Regions from separate parts of the Muntiacus reevesi genome. Here region 2 is linked to region 1. A link is a contact called in public Hi-C data. All regions are on one chromosome and are shown on one strand. The core of a region is the stretch at or near the end of the contact, and the rest is flanking DNA. Distances in the headings are between cores, read along the strand shown. Region 1 holds the start of TP53INP1 (tumor protein p53 inducible nuclear protein 1). Region 2 holds the start of PLEKHF2 (pleckstrin homology and FYVE domain containing 2).

What was found. Hi-C and Micro-C count contacts between places; a contact is called where the count stands out from the background.
Region 2: a contact with region 1 is called in a Hi-C map of muscle, with 2.4 times the contacts expected there. The contact joins the promoter of PLEKHF2 here to the promoter of TP53INP1 in region 1. A contact is called at or near these places in 2 of 3 Hi-C or Micro-C datasets (blood and muscle).

Annotation. Positions count from the first base shown.
Region 1 is chr12:11,803,275-11,805,997 of mMunRee1.1, forward strand. TP53INP1 (tumor protein p53 inducible nuclear protein 1) reads right to left here and starts at 1,389. Exons shown (of 4, transcript XM_065903475.1): 1 at 1,194-1,389.
Region 2 is chr12:11,997,479-12,000,201 of mMunRee1.1, forward strand. It overlaps PLEKHF2 (pleckstrin homology and FYVE domain containing 2), which reads left to right and starts at 1,321. Exons shown (of 2, transcript XM_065902880.1): 1 at 1,321-1,575.

The DNA.
Region 1 (2,723 bases), core at 139-2,638:
TAGCAAGGTCCTGATTCCAGGCTGGAACCTTCGAAAATTATGCTGCCAGTTCAGGGTTATAGTGACTGTGCCTTAAAAACAAACGCTTCCTACAACTTTTTGCATCTGCAGTGAAAAAGATGTTTCAGTTACCAAGCGATTTCCAGATCTTGGGGCTCCTCATTTCCTCTGTTCAACAACCCCAGGGGACTCTTTCCACTCCCCTTTCTCAAAACTACTTTGCACTCAGAACGGGTTCTTGTCTCAGTGACGGAAAGGGGGAGGCCCTCCTCCTTAATCTCCTCGAAATTAGAATTAACACAGGAGACAATGAGCAGATGTAATTAGGAAATACAATTAAACACACACACACAGAATCCCTACAGAACACACACACACACACACACACACACACACACACACACACACACACACACACACACACACACAATCCCTACAGAAAACTCATCTTCAACTTAAAACACCATTTCCTTCTAACGGGCTGTGTGGTCTTGAGTAAGTTAAGTCCATCTCTCTGGGCCCTCAGGTTTCCTATCTGTAATACAGTCTAACTTCACAGGATTATTGTGGGAATCGAGTTAACGCATGTAAAATCCTCACCGAGTTTGTGGCACACGCTAAGCACCCAATGAGCGTGCATGATCAAAATGATGAGGATTTTAACAACGATGGGAGATAAAGTGCCTACCACAGGTGCAACCTCCACCAGTGATAGGTAAGATCAAAGCAGGAGTCACGGAACCTGCCACCGACGGGCGGGCGAGCGCTGGTCGCGGGGTAGCGGAGCCGCCGCGCGCCGGGAGGGCTGCCCGAGCAGCCGCAAGCCCCGGAGGGCTGCGCCCCGGGGCGGCGGCGGCGGCCGCGCTCGCCCCTCCCGGGCACGGGGCCCCCGACGCCCACTCCCGGGCGGGCAGCCCCAGCCCAACGGCGGAGGGCAGGAGGCCGAGTGAGGAGAGGGCAGAGCAGGTCGGTCCCGCGGCGGCCCCGAGAAAACAGGCCGCGCTCGGGGTGAGGGGAGGCAGAAACCAAACACCCAACCGCCGCCCCGCGCCCGCGCGCACCTCCGGGGCCGCCGAGGTGGTGGGCAGCCGGCCCGCGGCGGCGAGCGGAGAGCGGGGTTGGAGCGCACCGACCGCGGCCCGAGGGGCGACCCGGAGCGAGCGGCCCTGGACGCCGGCCCCGCCCGCACTTACGTGGGCCCGACCCGCGGCCGGACGGGCGGCAAAGGCAGCTGGCGGGGACCCGCGTGCGGGCGGCTGAGGTAGCTGCGGCACCCGGACAGCGGGGCGCGGGGCGCGGGGCCGCTCCAGCCCTCCTGAGGCCGCGCCGCAGGCCGCCGCCGGTGCGTCCCGCTCCTTTTGTTGTTGTGCAGCCTCGGAACAGCTGATCCGCCGCTGCGCCCGCCCGTCGGGCCCGCCCGCCCGGACGCCCCGCCCCAGGGCGGGGCCAGGCCCGGTCCCACCAATCGGAGGCGCGCGGGCCCCGGGGCCGCCCTGCCAGAGGCTGTCACTAACGCACGTGACCTGGCCCCGGGCCGGGCGACGCTCTGGAGCTAGAAACAAGCCCGGGCAACAACGCCCGGGCGCCCAGCGAGCGAGGAGAGAGGGGCCCGCGGAAGGCGGGGGTGCTGGGGGCTGGTCCGAGGGCGAACCAACGCGGAAACCCGCCCCGGAGGGTGAGGACCAAGCAGACCTGGACGCCGAGAGGAAGAACCCTGACCCCAGCTGTCCCTTTGGCCGAGCGTCTGGGGGCACACGGGGACACAGAGTTGCTGTGAGAGGAAAGCTAAGGGCCTCGAGTGTGATGGGAGCCCAAGACGGTGAGGCAGCCCCACCACATCTTGGCCGTCGTGGGAAGGAAGGGCTGGGTCCGGTGGGTACAGGCGTGCCGCCCACCCTACCTCCTTGTTTAAGACCAGGAGCCAGGCGTCCACCTTGCTGTGGTTACTGACCCCGGGAGCTGACTGACCTCGTCTATTGGCTTGGGATGCAAGCCGGCAAGGCAGAAAAGGCCATGAGACCAGACCTTGAAGGCAGAGACGCCAGGAGCCTGGAGGGGCTCTGCTCCAGAAGACAGGAGAACCCGGGGCAAGGAGACAGGGCCCGGTCCAGGCTCTGCTGTGACCCAGGGAGCCGAGGCTTCAGTTCTGGTGTTTACACAGCACAAAACCGTGGGCGTTTACCAGAAGCCTACCTGGTCACCCGGTTATTTATAGTGAGTGGAATGTTAGGGGGCTTGAAAATATTTTTCAAACCAAAGCTCTGTAGGGGTATAGACAGATTCACACTGTTTGGCAAAGACTAAAGTAGTCATTTCGACGTATCTCCACCCTCAGGTGGATTTTGTTTCCACTGAGATGCAGTTCTCCTACCCAGGGTGAAATTTGTACAGAGACCCCTGAACAGGTGTGTCATACATGAAAGATCTGAAAGATTCTAGCCCCCTGACCCTCAGGGGTATCCTGTGGCCAGTCTGTTTCCAGCAGTACTCGTTTTAAAGGGTGTAAAACACAGGACTGTCTGACACCCGGGAGTAATAACCAAAATTCAGGGGCCACTTGACTTTTTTTGTCAAGACAGATCAAGGCATTAACTTGGATTTTGGCAAATCAGGCTCATCCTCATATTTTCTCTTTATTGTCATTGCTAATGTTACATGCCCCCAAATCTCGTTTCTTCTTAGGAATTTGCCAAGAGACTGTCTTGTCATTCAGAACCCAGGCA
Region 2 (2,723 bases), core at 71-2,570, 190 kb after region 1:
GTGATGGTTGAGATGAGAGTTCTAGGAACATTTGTACTTGTCTACAGACAACAACAGCTAACACTTGTAGAGGTTTCTGTGATGGTGATTTCCTGTTTTCCTATTTAAAAAATTCATCCTTTCCAGTTTTGTTCTAGTCACCAATTCTTTTAAAAAAAATTTGTTTCTGATATATTCAAACAGAAGAGGAGGGGAGGTGGAAGATCTGGAGAGGGCAGATCCCAGACCAAAAGAAAGCTGGTTGGAACCAAGACCTGCTTTATGTTCCCCAGGTGGGTGCTCTTTTATGTGTGTGGGTTCTGATGGCTCCGATTCAACAACAATCAAAGGTTAAAAAAAAAAAAGTTACTATTTCAAAGAAAAGAAAAGACAAACAAAAATGAAGAAAACAATAAAAAAAAGAAAAATATAAAAGAAAAAGACAAGTATTTTTTCAAAATCTTGATCAACGGGAAAGATAAAATTTACTCAAATCTAATTTCTGCCTATTCACTTCTTGTTTGAAGTGAATAAGCAGTCTTCCCCACCCCCCGCCCCGCCACCAGGCCCCCAGTTCTTGTGGTAACTTAGGCATCTTTTACGTCCCCACGGACCCACCAGCGCACTTAGCTGTGGTATAAATGAAGGGCACGTTCGACCTTATATACTGTATACCCATCATCACTGTATCCCAAGTGTGTGAAGCACATTTGTGGTGTCACAGAAAATTTTGGGAAAGACCAGAATTCTAAGTCAGGGAATAAGGGCATCACTTGAAAGGCTGTGCGGAGTATGTGGGGTATGTGTTTCAAGCGGTAGGATTTTCAGGGCGAGCAAGTGGATGGAACACGTGAGGGGGCAGGAACGGCCGCGCTTCGGGGATGTAGCAAACAGATGTCTACCCGGACGCCTTGGGCAGCTAAATCCAAAGCTTTCATTTCCCGGTTGCGGAAAGTTCCTGAATTCCCCGCAAAGGCCCGTTCGGGGTGACAGGAAAGGGGCCTAGCCATCCTTCCATTTTTATAGCGTCGTTAAGCACTTCACGAGGAGGCGAACCGACCTTTCCAAGGGCTCGCCTGCACCCCGCAGCCCAGGTAAAAGACGTCTCACGTGCAGCCAATCCGCGTCAGGGCGCGCGCCTTCGACTCCGAGCAGAGGAGCCAATCCCGAGCCCCAGCCGCCCAGGCGGGTGTGGCCTCCGCGCTGGCCCCGCCCCCTCGGGCCCGGCGCGCGGGACTGCCCAGGCGGGGCGAGGGAGCAGGCCAGAAAGGGCGGGGAGCGAGCGCTGGGGGTGTGCTCGCGCCCGCGCCCGCGCCCTCGCCCGGCGTGTGGGTGGCGGCGCGCTTCTGCGCGCGCGCGCAGGGGAGAGGCCAGCCCCGGCGGCCGTTGTGGGCTTCGACTAGAGGGGCGGGAGGGTCACCTGCGAGCGTCTGCAACGCCCGCCCGCCCGCCCGCCGCGTCCGGATCGCGCCGGCTGCGCGGGGCCGCTGGCAGCACACCCTGCGAAGCTGGGGCGGGGAAGCAAGGAGGGTCCGTGCGCGGCGCCTGGGACGAGAAGTCGGACCTTCGCCGCTGCGGCCGTCCGCGCCCGGCTGGGTAGGTGAAGCCCGGGCTTGGTCGTCTGGCAGCCCCCCGGCGGGCCGAGAGAAGAGAAGCGAAACTTTCCGGGCGCTTCCCCCCCGCGGTCCCCGGGCCGTCGGCGGCGCGGGGAGGTGTCGTCGTTTCGGGCGGCGGCGGCGGCAGCGGCGGCGGCCGACGCCATGTTGGGGTCTGTGAGAAACGGGGCGCTCCCGGGCGGCTCCCCGCGCCCTGAGGGGGCCGCAGCCGCCCGCCGGAGGGCTCGCGGGCCGCAGGGAGGGCCGCGCGGGTGCTCGTCCGGCCCGCGGGGAGGGGGACCCCGAGGTCCGGCGAGAAGTTGTGAGGGCGTGAAGACTTGGGTGTCCGTCGTGGCCACTGGCGTCTTGGGGTGCCAGCGTCTTTCTGTCCAGAAAGTTTGCAGGGTCTGGGCATCAGGGAGCTTGTAACTTGAACAGCGTCTTTTTATGTGATTTGAGAACTTGAATAGTGTCTTTTTATGTGATTTGAGGCAAAAAAAAAAAAAAAAGGGCACCGCACAATTTGCCCTGATAGAAGAAGGGCTGGCTCTGACGCCTTACTTACTTGGAGTCTTTTAAAGTCGTATGCCAAAGTTTTTCTTTAAAATTTGTGTTTGATGCCGAGAGCTTGCTGTTCATGTGCGCTCTCGCTAAGTTGTAATAGTAACTTGCGAGTGTGCGGTGAAAAGAACGGGTAGTATGAAGGTTACAGATAACCAAGCCCGTCTCTGTAATTCATAGACTCAAGGTTTGTTGTTTTTTTAGTGCGTTACTGAAGAACTTCAGCGAAGAAAGCCAAGACCGTTCACTGAGAGAAAGGCATGTGTTGTTCCTTAAGAATAAGGTGAAGTGATCTTGACGTTGTAAAGTTTTGCCCCTCGTTTGGTTCCGTAAGGGTGCATGCCTCCCGTGTTCTGAGTATTTACATTTTTCTGTACTCTGGTAGCTCATGGGGTCCTCGGGTTAATTCAGTATTAAGGAAGGCTTCTGTTTTTAATCTCTTCGGTCCTCACAGCATTGGAGGTGAATGGTATTAAGTTACTTATGTGGAAAGCACATGTAATCGCCTCAAAAAATAAAACTGGTGCCCTGACCAAGGCATCAAAAAAGATTCAGCTTGAATCACCCAAGTAAATGGATGTCAATTAC